Linked DNA regions of Triticum aestivum: region 1 is linked to region 2. A link is a contact called in public Hi-C data. All regions are on one chromosome and are shown on one strand. The core of a region is the stretch at or near the end of the contact, and the rest is flanking DNA. Distances in the headings are between cores, read along the strand shown. Region 1 has its middle 11 kb from the start of LOC123112549. Region 2 holds the start of LOC123116489.

Region 1 (7,114 bases), core at 2,074-4,573, 230 kb after region 2:
ATTCGACTAGCTTATCCCATGCTTTGCAAGACGCTATGTCTTGGAGATGATGGGTTTTGAAGACCATGAAAGTATGGAAACCAAAAAAATTATCCTAAGTACCCATCATGGTGTAGATTTTCAAGTAAAGCTGTACAATGCTCAGAGTGTAACCCATTTTGGTTGCAAAAACTGGGAAGCACTTTGCAAGATGTATGGTTTTGATAAGGGTATGCTTGTCACCATGGATCTTGGTGATCCTACAATCGCGCAAGAGAGACCTATGATTTTCGTCCTTGTGGATACACCTCCAATTCTTACCTCATGTGAGCTTAACATAGTTATTAAGTAATTTATATTGTTTATTTCAAAATAGTTGACAACTTATTCTTCATTGACAGCTTATTTTCATTCTTCAAAGAATATGCGGAAGATGGTAGACAGAACCTACTACACCGAAGGCTCCGAACTAACTTATCAGGAGAAAAATCATCTGGTCGCATTTTGTACTGATCTTGAGAATTACAATGTCTACAATCGAACTCCTCAACATTATGGTCAATACGTGCCACTAGTGCATGTGTTGAACTACGGTAACTACCATGGAGATACCCTGGTAAGATTTTTTACTATTACGACATCCGTGCATCTTTTTGCACACTTCTAAAACTAGTACATCATATCATTGCTAACTACGAAGTTATTACTATGTTTTTCAACAGATAATCCCGAATGATTGTGTGCATCATCTGATGTATACACACGGTAGCCTTCATGTTTTGAACATACAACCAGGTCTTCCTACGAATCTGAACTGTCCATACCGAGTTTCTAAAAGAAGTGGAGACATGACAATCAAAGAATGGAAAAAATGTATGGACAGTCGTAAGGAGCTTCTTGGAAGCAACATTCAGCGAAGGGCAAAAATTGGAGACAGGATGATCGCCATTCTTCATAATGGAGAGTCAGGGTCTATATTGTTTTATGTTATTTTACCTTAAGGGTGTTTAGGTCCTACCTGATACTGATGATCATGTGCTAAGAACAATTATGTAGGGTTGGGTTCGATGACTATGAGGATTATGATCGTATGACTTATTATTAATAACGAGTAGAAGTTGTATGATGATGCATGATTAGTAGGACGAGTACTTGTTATTATATATGCTGATGTATGCGAGCATGCATGAGTTATTATATCAGCGGGTAAAATGAACATACATAGCAGCAACGTTGGTAAACCAAGGACGAAGATATAAGAGAGAACACTTCTCTCTATTAGCTAGCTAATATAACAACCTAAAAATAACCCCCAAAACCCCTAAAGCAGCCACTTTCCAAAAAAAACATGGACTTTTGGTCCCAGTTGGTTCCACCAACCGGGACGAAAGGCCCCCTGACTGGGCTCGGCGCACAGGGCCACGTGGAGGCACATTGGTCCCACTTCGTGTTTGAACCGGGACTAATGTGTGGAGGTATTAGTAACGACCCATTAGTCCCGGTCCATGAACCGGGACTAAAGGCCCTTACGAACCGGGACTATTAGGTGTTTTTCTACTAGTGAGGTATCACAAGGATGATTCCTATGTATGCCCGCTACCAACGACCACACGCTACCTACGAGTATTTCTTCATGCATACTGGTACCACTCTGATCCACGCCCTTCTCCTGGTTTTTGTCAGTATATTTAAGGACATAAACCTCTGGTCAGTAACACTAATAATCACCTAATCTAAACAAGGACACTATAGAGACATATCTCTATAGACACAAAGACTATATACGTATCTCTTGACGCTCTAGGGTGAAAATTAATAAAACTGACAGTTTATATCTGATAGCGGCAACACATTGTCATCTAAAAAAAGAGAGACAGCAGACACGGATATATACAATTACGGGAAGGGCCTAGCTATATGCATGTAATGGGGTCGTCTCACCTGCTGCGCAGCGGCGCTCTCCTTCTCGAGCACCATGTAGCGCTGCTCCAGGCCCTGCGGTAGCACGGGCTTCACCAGGTGCTCCACGAGCAGCTTCACTGCCTCCTCCATCTTCTCCACCCTTCCTCATATGTCGGGGCACATACCACCCAGCCGATCTGAATGCTCTGTCTCCACCAATTTGAGCTCTAGGGTTTGGTGATAGCTAGGTGGTTGGCGTTGCGGTGGGCTGGGGGTTTTGTATGGAGATTGGAGATAGAGATCTAAAGAGGGAGGGAACACCGTCGAGGCTGAAAATGTAGAGCAGTGCTACAGATACGCTAACATTTTGCACGATTGCTGCACGATAGACCAGGGCCGGCCCTGAGATTTCGGGGGCCCGGGGCAAGGCAACATAGAGGGGCCCTAAAGCCACATAAACATGTGCATTTTTTTCTTCTATTTTAGCTGCAAATAAATTCTCAGTACCACAACAATTTATGGTGCCTTTTCTTTAGTATCAGAAAAACCAGAGTCATAAACATTGTCAATCGACACTTTTAGTAACATTTTTGTGCCTACTCAAATTTGTATCTTCCTATAATTTTCACAAGGTTGTTCTTCGACAACTAAAGCTAACTCATAATTTCTAGTAGTATAAATACTCTTTTTTTGAAGGGAATCAGCAGAGTACTTGTATCTATTCTAAAAAATGCCAATACCTCGCGTGGGACTCAATCATCTCACATGCATGATTATACTTCTCATTATCACATGGACACATTCTAGATACTAGCAATATTGCTAGTTAGCACACAAACATATGATACAAAAAATTAAGAGCACTGCAAATTGCATAAAAGTGATAACGAAAGGTATGAAACAAGGTACCTGGATGGCTAGAAAAAAAATAGAAATCGCAAGATTTTGCTGCTGCATACGATTGACGAACAAAAGTCCGAGTTTGTCGTTTCTAATCCCAGTCAATATACACGAAACTGGAATGTGAGAAAGAGACATGTACACGGATGATCTTCAGGAAACGAATGAAAGAGAAAATTTGCATTAAAGAGGGGATTGATGGAAATCTGGAAATCGCACTACCTCCTTCCAGTAATCACGCCCAACAGCCAAAAATCACAATTAGATGGATGGACGAGCCCCGTCATCCATGGCATGGTTGATTCGTTGCCAATTAGTATACGAGAAGACTGCATGGCGTGCGACAAGCCGACGATTAATCAATCAGTTCCATTTTTACCCTATGTGAGAATCAATATCAGGCACGTATATAGGGAAACCAATCCATCGGGGGCCCCTTCCAGCTCCGGGGCCCGGGGCGGCCGCCCCCTCTGCCCCCCTCAGGGCCGGCCCTGCGATAGACAAAAGCATCCGTTGGATAGCATTGTTTTACAAATCAGTGTTGTTTAAGAAAGGCATATGGTCCAAAAACCGTGATTGCACTGTTATGGGCGCGACGTGGAGAGATTGGCCGCTGCCATCCATCCTCGTGGAACCGGTGGATGGACCGATGGGGAAGTCTTGAAGACGACAGCTCTGCATCTCTGCATGTGGACAGATTGCGACAGGCTGGACCTTTTCTTTCCCTTAGGAATTGGTTTCCCTGGGCTATTGCACGCGGATGGGAGGATGGTTCGAGGCTCTTTTTTAACACGATACAGACCCAGCGGCTCATATATACACATATACAGTTAACCATATGAACGCATGCACGTACACCCTATTCATATGAGTACCTCTGATAGACTAAGCTAGCACATCATTTTGAGATTGCCGAAGTCATCACAGACACCTTGTTAGTCAATGACAACATCTACTCTCACTGAACACACATCGCCAAAAAGTCTGAAATAAATCCAGGAAAATACGAACAACAATGTCAAATCTAGGACTTGCACTCTAGTGCATGTACGGGATTTGCTCATGGTGATCTATTGGATGCAGAATTTGCAAAGCTTCAAGGCAAAGACTTTAATTACATCGTGCAATCTTATGAAATCACCGCGGGACGCAGTACCAAGAAAGAAAAGGTAGACTTCGATCTCAACGTTGTTGGCGGAGACAAGGATGTATTCGGCCGCCATGGATGCATCTTCTATGATATTATTTTTTTTGAAACGGAGGCAAAAGATTAGCCTCATCCATTAATTAAGCATAAGAGAATTGCCCGGTTAATCTATGGAAAACCGGGCGAAAACCGTCACAAACCGCTGAGCGGCACACCAAGATATCCTACGCACACCTTTACAAAGAGTGCCTTGTCAAGCTAGCACACAAGCGTCATCGTCATCACTTCTCCCCAAACAGGCGTCATCGCCATCTCTAATCCTCGAGCAAGCGACTTCGACTTCTCCGTGGACGAACGTCGAACCAACACTCACCGCAGAGGCTGAGTAGGAAAACATGAAGATCCATGCCAGAACTCAACCACCCGCATCGAGGGCTACGCAGCTCCGGCTCTGAAGCAAAGATCCCTATGCAAGACTGGGGTCGTGAAAGACCACCGAACGAACCACGTGCTGCATGTCATCGTTGCCACCGGGGCCCGCCGCCGCAGCTCCAACTTCACCACAACAACCAAACCGAGGTAATCCCAGGAACACGCCGAAGAAGAGCCGACTACCACTGCAATGTCTCCGACTTCACTTGCCCAATCGTCGTTGCCACAGAAGCCTCGGCGCCACACCAACGCATACCACCAACCTCCCAACACACCAGCTGGTCCCTCTGACCGGATTGAACTCCAAAATCGATGCCCTCGAGAGGGAAGCAACGCCAACACGCCGCCAACGACCGACCCTCTAGGTCTGGGGTTTCCCCCGGAGTTGTCCCTCGCAGAGGAAGAGAGAGCATCCTGTCGACGCCTTCAAGAAGGTTACGGCGTCCACATACACCACCGTCACAGGCTCCGGCCATGGCCAGAGACGTGTTTTCACCCAGCCCTCGTAATCCTCCGGTCGACAGCCAATCCGGCAGCCCACCTTCCCTCGCTGCATCTCCATCAGCAACCAAACTCCATCAGCAGGCACCAGAACCATCAGCGGCCGACCGGACCCATGACCGCCGGACGCAGCGAGCCACCATTCCATGCCGAGCACCCATGCCGGGAAGGAACAGATGAGCGTTGCCCGAGGCCAGAAACCACCACGGTTCCGAGCCACAGCCAAACATCAGGGGCACCGGCGAGCATCATGCACGCCGAGCACCTGCAGGGACCAGATATGTCGCAGCGGCCTACCTGCGCGCTCCGCCCGCACACCACCAGATCCGGGTGTGAGGGCCCCGGATCCGCCGCTCCCGCCGGAGGGGAGAAGCTCCAGCCCGCTGGCGTAGAGCTCGCGACGACCACGCGCCGGTGCCGCACGATCCAGCCACGGGCCGTCCGCACCCTGGAGAAGAAGCCCCGCCGCCGCCTCTGCCACACGGGCTTTGCCCGGCGACGCGTCCCGGCGGCGGCGAGGAGGGAGAAGACGGAGGGGCCGGCTGCCGGAGGGAGCCTGGGTCGTCGCCCGTGTCGCTCGTGTAGAGCGACGCGGGGGCTCAGTTGTCGTTTTCTTTTATCTTCTATGATTTTCAACATCACTCATTTGCCCTTGAGGTTCTGGGCCAACGTGGATGCTATGTTTAGAGGGTCCTTCATTGCCAAGTGATGGTCCGATGAAACTAAAGTCCCAGAATGCCATTCAGATTGGGCACACACAATTCTACCTTCTCCTACCAGCTCGCTCCATCTTTGCATCATTTGTTGTTAAGGGCACTCCACACTCGTTTAAGTTTGAGGATCATTCCTAGGATATTGGTTTTGCCGCAGCTTCTCCTCAGCACAGTCATATTTCATCACAAATCATGTCTTCATCCGGCAAGTGCCCTGCCCATAGTGGGCCTACCACGGTTGAATATGGTACGTCATCATTGTCACATACTTAGGCTAGATCCATTTCTCTCCTGTATTTACTCCTTAGTGATAAACTAACATAAAATTGACAACATATTATCTGGTACTAATACTATCACTCCTCTCTCTTAAACTGATTTGTGTTAGTTGCAACCATTTGGCTACTGAAGTACATATAGTTAAGAAAAAGGGTTTCCCCCCGCTTTATATTATAAAGCAACAGCCGAGCATACAACCACCGATACCACAAAAAGAAAGAAGAAGAAAAAAGAAGGCAACAGAGGATACAAGATGCAACCGGACAACAACAGTCCTGACAACCCTAGAAGCTAGGACATCGAGGACCCCGGCAACTTCAGGACATGCCCATGATACGCTCACGCTAATGGAGCGGCCCGTCGCCGGAGGAAGCGCACAACCGTCAACTCCCATACCGTTGCCGGCCATCCGAGAGCACGCTTGATTCCGGATGGACTAGGAGAGGATGGCAACACGCTGCCACACCAGCAAAGCTACTCCGATCAACGCCACCGCCTCGGGCCACGCCACGAAGAACATCGAACATTGTCGAGCAGGACCAACTGAAGACCGGCAACCGGCAACCGACCAAGCCAAAGCCGCGACCACCACACACCCGTCCCAAAGGCAGCGTCTTCAAGAAGAAAGCGACGCCAAGACGTCGTCGCCGCCCAATCCAAGGGGATTTGGGTTTTCACCCGGGACAAGGAGAGGAGGAGCATGGGCTAGGACTCGATGCTGACCCCAAGAAGTAGAACGGCGACAGAGCGCTGTCGCAATCGTAGCTGCCGCAGCTCGCCAAGGGTTTCCCCCATCCATAGCCCACTCCGACCAACCACCAAACCAGCCACACGAGGTTGCCGGCAACCGACTTTGGCGTGGGCGGACATAGAACGCGAAGTTCACCTTCTTCAAACTGAAATCCGAGCTCATCGCCGGCTCGCCGCCCACACGGCCAAGTCCAGCGCCCGGAACCATCAACACCACACCCCCCCGCCCCCCTCGCCAGGGAGGGGCGTCCTCGCCGAAGGAGGCCGCCGCTGCCGCACCAGCGCCACCCAAACTGGAGGCCCCGCCGCCCCGCCACCTGCCCGCCAGCCGCCGGCCACGGCAGGGGAGGTCGCCCGTGGTCCAGGCCGCACGCAGCCCCCGCCACATGCCGGGCCGCCGGCGCCAGATCTGGCCGTATCCGACGAATGCGGCACCACCAGAGACCGTATCCGCCATGCCGCAAGAGGAAACCCAGCGCGTGACGCCGCCAATCACGCGCGCCGCCCCTCA
Region 2 (6,985 bases), core at 2,413-4,912:
ATTGGTGGGGGGTCGAACTCACAACCCACATAGCAAATTTAGCAACGACATCCAGTTGGTCTACTCAGCTCTACTTATTACAAACAATTTACACACTAATTGTATCTTGTTGAGACAAGATTGAGCAAAAAAGACAATAACTTAAAATTCAAACCGGCAGCCCCACTAGTTCGGGTATTAGGACTATACACCCTAGTTCCATATATTTTTCTACATGTTTCACACCGGTTGACAGAGTCCACAAATCCGAGCGTCCCTTTCCCTCCTTTTCAGATGCAAAATACCATGGTGACTGCACGTTTATCATGTATGGGGTTCATCTTTTATCATGCTAATTACATAGAAGTTACCGGGGTATATTTTTGGTCAAATATTACCGTGGCGTTTGTACTTAAGTTATTAGGTATGCGGTTCGTATATTACATGCTATTTAGATACAAGTTTTCGTGGTATATTTTTCAACAACTCCTTCCCCCCTCCCCATAGTAAAAAATGTTACCACAATGGTTGTACTTAAGTTATCAGGTATGGATTTGGTTTATTACCATATAGTTTACATAGAAATTATCAAGGGTATGTTTTTCAACAACTTTTCTCCCTTGGTCAAATTTACTGTGGCGTTTGTACGTAAGTTATCAGGTATACAATTCATATTTTACCGTGCTATTTTCGTACAAGTTACCGGGGGTATGGCTTTCAACAACTTTCCCCCCTTTGGTGAAATTTACCTAGGTGTTTGTATGTAAGTTATTGTCCATGTTAACAAGGGTATGTTTTTCAAATAACTTTGTTCGTTTGGTATCCAGTGGCATCTTGAACACCTGCCTGTCGAGCGCTGAATTTGTTTGAGCCGCGTCCAGACATGGGTACGATGGTGCCATTCCAGCAACAATGCTCAACTTCCCCATCTGGATATCATTGTACTTGAACAGCCGTGTCCAGACTTGGGCAAGATGGTTCATCCACGGCCGCTCGCGAGCCCTCTACCACTTCCGTCGTCAACCTTCCGCCGTCTCGAACCCTTCTCGGCGCATGTGGATGCGACCACCCTCGATCACCTCCGTCGCGTCACGAGGGCGCGGATCCGGACCTACCGCAGTGGCCGTGGTGGATCTAGCCGCCGACTGACCTGGATGCTCGATTTGGGGCCTCAGATAGGATGATGGGGTGAGGGAAGGGGAGGTGGAGATGCTAGGGGTAGCGGCGGAGGACGGCGCAAGACGGTGAGGTCGCCGGCGTAAGCGATAGCTGTTGGTTTGGGGTTGGGGAGTAAATCGAAAGAGAGGATGAAGAAAGTGTGTGGTTGGGTTTCCCCCACGAATCGAGCGGGGATGGAGGAGGCAGTGAACATCGTTTTGGATCTAACGATCGGGATCAAAGGGCAGCCAGGTCATTCGGCAGTTTTGTCAAAACGATGTGGTGTGCCAGATAGATATTTTGTAGAAGTTATTAGGGGATATGTTTTTCAACAATTTTTTACCTTCTTGATTGAAGTTACCGTGATTTTTGTAGGTAACTTATCGGGTATACGGTTTATAAATTATCGTGTTATTTTCACATATGTTATCGAGTGGTTATATTTTTCAACAATTATTCACATCATTGGTTAAAGTTATCGGGGTATTTGTATGCAAGGTATTGGGTATGGGGGATATATATTACCATAGTATTTACACGTAAGTTAGCCAGGGCATGTATTTCAATAACTTTTTTCCCGTATCAAAAAGTTACCAAGGTGTTTGTATGTAAGTTATCGGGTATGTGGTGTTTATATTACCATATTATTTACACAAATTATCGGAGGCACGTTTTTAACAACACTTCATTGGGTCAAAGTTATCGATGTTTGTACATAATTTATCAAGTCTGTGAAGCATAAAATACTATGATATGAGCTTAAGTTAGAGAGGTTATTCCCTGCAAAAAAAAGTTAGCGAGGTTATGCTTTTCAGCAACTCTTTCCCGGAGACAGTGTTACCACCAGATTGGTGTGTAAGTTATCAGGTGTGTGTTACGTACGTTATCACACTATTTATCCAAAAAATGATGGCGGATATGTTTTCAGCAACTCTTTTTTCTGGGTCAAAATCGTCCAAAGTTATCAATGTCCGTACATAATTTATCAAGTCTATGAGGCATAAAACTACCATGATATACGCATAAGTTAGCGAGGTTATTCTCCGCAAAAATAAGTTAGCGAGTTATGCTTTTCAACAACTCTTTTCTCAAGTCAAAAGTTACCATGAAATTTGTGTGTAAGTTATCAGGTGTGTGTCTACGTATATTACCACACTATTTATACAAAAAAATGACGGTGGATATGTTTTCAACAACTCTTTTTTCTGGGATCAAAATTGTTACCACAGTAATTGTCAATAGTTTTTTTCTCGGGGCCAAAATGATCCTCATTACCTACTATTCTTTTTACCACCCACAAACTGCTCAACACCAGCATGGCAAAAAAAATCAGAGATACAAACAAATTGGGCAAAACTACGAATTGATCCCTGGTGGTCTAGGCTATGATTCATAGCACTAGCCACTTGGTAGTAGTTAGTTTCATGTTGTTGTATCGGCGCGAGGTTTTTTATAAGCAGACAGGCACCAGGCTTCACTTGGTCTGCAGCCATGGCTGCTGCTTGCGACGGAGCTTCACCCTGAATTACCAGGCTTCACCTTGGCATCTTGGGGGTGCGCGGGGCTGCGGATGAGCACATGCATGGTGCAGCGGGTTTGAAAAAAGTTCACTGATTTTTCAAAAAGTTCATCGAGTTTAGAAAAAGTTCACAGAGTTTGAAGAAAGTTCATCACAAGAAAAGTGCATCGAGTTTGAAAAAAGTTCGCCGATTTTTTAAAAAGTTCATTGAGTTTAGAAAAAGTTCATCAAAATTGAAGAAAAGTTCATCAAACTTGAAAATCTCATCGAATTTGAAAAAAGTTCAGCCATTTTGAAAAAGGATTATCGAATTTGCTAAGAAGCTTATCGATATTTAAGAAAAAAAATCATCGAACAAGGAAGAAGAAAAGGTAAAATATAAAAGTGGAAAGAAGAATAGAAGGAAAAGATGCAAGTGGCGGGATGGCTAGTGCGGGCTAGTTCGACGCAAGAGGTCGCCGGTTCGACTGTCAGCTCAGCCGCATTTTTTGTTCCCGCTGGGACACAGCAAAAACAGAAGGGAAAAAAGCTGATGGGCCGGCCCAGCGCGGAGAGTGGGGGTATGCGCCACTTTGCAAAAACGCCTATAACCGGCGCTAAAGGCGCCGAATATGGTTTGCCCGCAGATAAACTTTAGTTCTTAAACGTTTCGCATTGTAATCTTTCAGTTGGGCATAGTTGATCTTAGCCGGGTCTAATTTTTTGCGCCATAAATACATTTTTCACAGTGCCCTGCGTGTTCATGGGCCGGCCCACTAACGGGCTGCAGTGGGGGCCCGGATCCTCAACCGGCGCAAAAGGCCAATCAGACAACCCTCGAAAGAAAAGAAAAGAAAAAAGACCAGCTCAGAGAAGCCGAGCCTAACCAGTCTGGCGATAAGCCCAGCCAGCGTATGATCGAAACGCAACATCGGCAGCGTTTCTGACTCGGATGTGACGTACCACGCGCGCCCTAATAAAAAGACCAAGAGACCACACACGACCGTCCAACGCATCCCCTCTCTACCCCTCAAAAGATGGCCGGCTGGACCTCCATCCCGGCGGAGCTACTCGCGGAAATCTCCGGCCGCCTGCCAGGCGACGCGGACCGGATCCACATCCATCAGGTATGCTCCCACTGGCGCGCATCCACTTCCCGGCTGGCCGCCTGCCGTCCATGGATCATCGCCGGCCGCGAACCATGGAGCCTGGTTGGCCCGGTCGGCGAACACTCGTTTTGGCTACCGCTTGGCGGCCGACGGATCTACTTGGGCACGCCCACGCCGGCGGGCCTACCATATTGCTGCGGCACGCCCCTTGGCTGGCTTGCTCTCATGGACAACCTGCAATCCCCAACGCGGTTTGTCCTCTGGGAGCCCCTCTCTGAAGCTGAGATCTTTCTGCCCTGTTTGCCCGCCGTTGTCCAAGTCTTCCTCTCAGGAGACCCGCTCACCTCGCCTGACTGGATGGCGATCGCAAGCCAGAAGCTCTACAGCACTGGCACTTGCATGGGCCAGACGCTCTTCTTCTGGCGGCCTGGAGATGCCGCATGGACTATGCAGCTCGAGCGGCCAAACGGCAGAATCGATAGCGCAGCATTCCATCAGGGGAAATTCTACTTCACCGACATCGGGTGGACCCTTCACGTCTATGATCTTGACCGCTCCCCTCCCAAGCTTGTCCGGAGCACGTACCTTTACAGTGCTCTGCGAGAGCGCCATGGATTTCGACAGTTCCCTGGCGGTGGCAGGCCGACGTGGTATGTGGTCGCATTCAATGGCGAGTTGCTGCTTGTTGTGATGTACCGTGCGCCCAACATAAAGGCTGTCGAAGTTTACCGCCCGGATTGGGCAGCGGAGCGCCTGGAGCTGCGGGACAAGGTCACGGATCTCGGCGAGTACTCGCTCTTCTTGGGCCGCGGTGACGCGTTTGCCCTCTGTGCAAAGGACTTCACTATGATCAGGAGAAATTGTCTCTACTTTGTAGAGCACGATACAGTCAAGCATCAAGATTGGGCTATTGTGTTAGACTTGGGGTCAAATGTTTTTCAACAAATTCCATATCCCGGAGAGCAGATGGAGGGCACGGGCAGAAATAATCACTGGACGGCGTATTCGTGGTTCTGTCTCAGAAGACCCTTCTTGAAGGGTGAAGCCCAGTAAGGTGGTAGATCTTCACTGACCATCTTATTATATGAAAGTAACCGAATCAGTATTGGAGCAGCAACAGAGCTTCCCATGTTTGAATGATCTAAACACCACACCAACACCAACACGTATGTCTTGTCACTTCAGATTATTCCTCCCATGAATCCTTGTTGAATCATGGACTCCAACAGCCCAATTACTAACCCTTTGGCATGGAAGTGTTAAGAGCTGATTTATACTCCTAGATAGCACCATTGTTGTATCTCTATTTCTCTTGCTACTAATATAACTGTCATTATTCAGTCCGTTGGCAAGTTTGGTTCATTCTTTTTACTGGCAACACTAAGTGCCTTGTTCTGGTTGGACTAGCAGCTGTGTTATGGTCGGTCTGGAATTAATACTAGAAACAGAGCATGCTTCCAACATACTCACTCTGTCCCAAAAAGCTTGTCTTAGATTTGTCTAGATACGGATGTATCTACACACGTTTTGCGATAGCGAAACTAGCTGTATACAGATGTTCCTGTTGTATACAGATGTCTTAGTTTAGCTAATGGGCAACTAGCTAAACTTGTTACCTCGTATGTTATGCATGATTTTGGATACGATGAACTAGTGAGACTATGTATATAAAAAATTTGTGCATCTATATGCAAGCACTTGTCAATATTTGCCCTATGATTTTTTTGCGATACCGCGAGGCCTCCTTGCGGGACGGGTTTAGAGGATTTGTTTTGCGCAGAGGCCTCACACAATTTTTTTTACAGGGGGCCCACGAAATTTGCAGGACGCGGTTTTATTATTTATTTTTTAAGGGGAAAACATTGCCAATTTATTCATAGTTCATGGTCCTCTCGATCGTTACCTCCACCTCCGAGCGAATACACTCCGGAGGAACATGGTGTTGGTTGATCTGACGGCTAAACAAGCCAGTTAGATCTAATTCTCTAACAAAAAAAGGAACAGATAACGTTAAGTGAAGGGGGCCATGCACCAACGTACATGAGTCTCGATCGAACTAACGTGCCCTGGTCGGGGGCGCTGATGAGGATACAGACCCGGGGTAGGGTCATAGGCCTGAATTATACGTCCTATCCAAAGTCACTACCTTAGAAGATAAGAAGTCCAAGAGGGAACGAAGAACCCCCAGTCAAAGGTGTCGAGTGCAATCCACTCGACCAACCATATCACTCGGGTGCCCCTCCTACCTGTTGTCACTCGACCATGTGAGGAATCACTCGACCTACTGAAGGCCAGGAGTCACTCATCACTGCAACTGTCGGACATTCACTCCGTAGTCTTTAAGGTCATTAATAGCACTTATGACTGGCGTTATCAGTAACGCCCCTAATTTATGTACATTAAGCCCCTTGTAATGGAGGATGACTGGGGTCCTGACACACTATATAAGCCACCCCCTCCTCTGGGACAAGGGTTCGCACCCCCTGTAACATCACACACATATAATCCAGTCGACCGCCTCCGGGCACCGAGATGTAGGGCTATTACTTCCTCCGCGAAGGGCCTGAACTCGTAAATCCCGTGTGTACATCTTCACCATAGCTGAGATCTTGCCTCTCCATACCTACCCCCTTTCTACTATCAGTCTTAGAACCACGACAGTTGGCGCCCACCTTGGGGCAGGTGTCTTAGCGACTTATTGGCGAAGTTGCAATTTTTTCGATCCCCATCATCATGGTTTCCGGCGGTGGATTGGCTGAAGGCCGCGAGATCCGTCTCGGCGCGCTCGTTTTCATCGCCGATGATTCCGCTTCGCTTCAGGAAGCTCCCCTTGACGTCGAGGCGCTCCCTGTCCGAGGGGCGACGCACTTTCGCGCGTGCATACGGGGCGTCCTTCTCCGGCAGCCGTCGACCCAGTATCGGTCGGCTCTGATGATGTCTTCTCTCCCTGTTGTTCGCCGCCGCAAGCGATCCGGTCGGTCGCGGCTTCAGCGGTGGGTGAAACACGCGGTGGCTCGACATTCGGCCACCCATTAAGTCGCGGCAATCGAGCCCGACGAAACTCTCCACAGCATGTTCGATCTGGCGACTGGCTCCGTCGAGACCGCATCCGAGTGCGATAGCAGCAACCCTGTGGCTGAAGTCCTGATGGTCGACAGACCACGTAGTCCGCCTGGTTTCCGCCGTGAAGATGGCGGAGATGGTGGCGGCGATCCGTCGCGCGTCCACGAGGAGTACCATC

Evidence for each region. Hi-C and Micro-C count contacts between places; a contact is called where the count stands out from the background.
Region 1: a Hi-C map of leaf shows a contact between it and region 2, with 6 times the contacts expected there. The contact joins the enhancer-like site here to the promoter of LOC123116489 in region 2. A contact is called at or near these places in 3 of 5 Hi-C or Micro-C datasets (leaf and an unstated tissue).

Annotation. Positions count from the first base shown.
Region 1 is chr5B:471,851,993-471,859,106 of IWGSC CS RefSeq v2.1, forward strand. No RefSeq gene overlaps it. Among protein-coding and RNA genes, the nearest start is that of LOC123112549, 11 kb to the right of the region's middle. Within about 2 kb of position 3,324, at least 3 of the 8 cell types and tissues checked have an H3K27ac peak or open chromatin away from gene starts, as enhancers often do. A contact at or near this core is called in leaf, where this site is marked.
Region 2 is chr5B:471,624,742-471,631,726 of IWGSC CS RefSeq v2.1, forward strand. LOC123116489 reads left to right here and starts at 3,663. Exons shown (of 1, transcript XM_044537441.1): 1 at 3,663-5,106. The coding sequence starts at 3,673. The coding sequence ends at 4,797.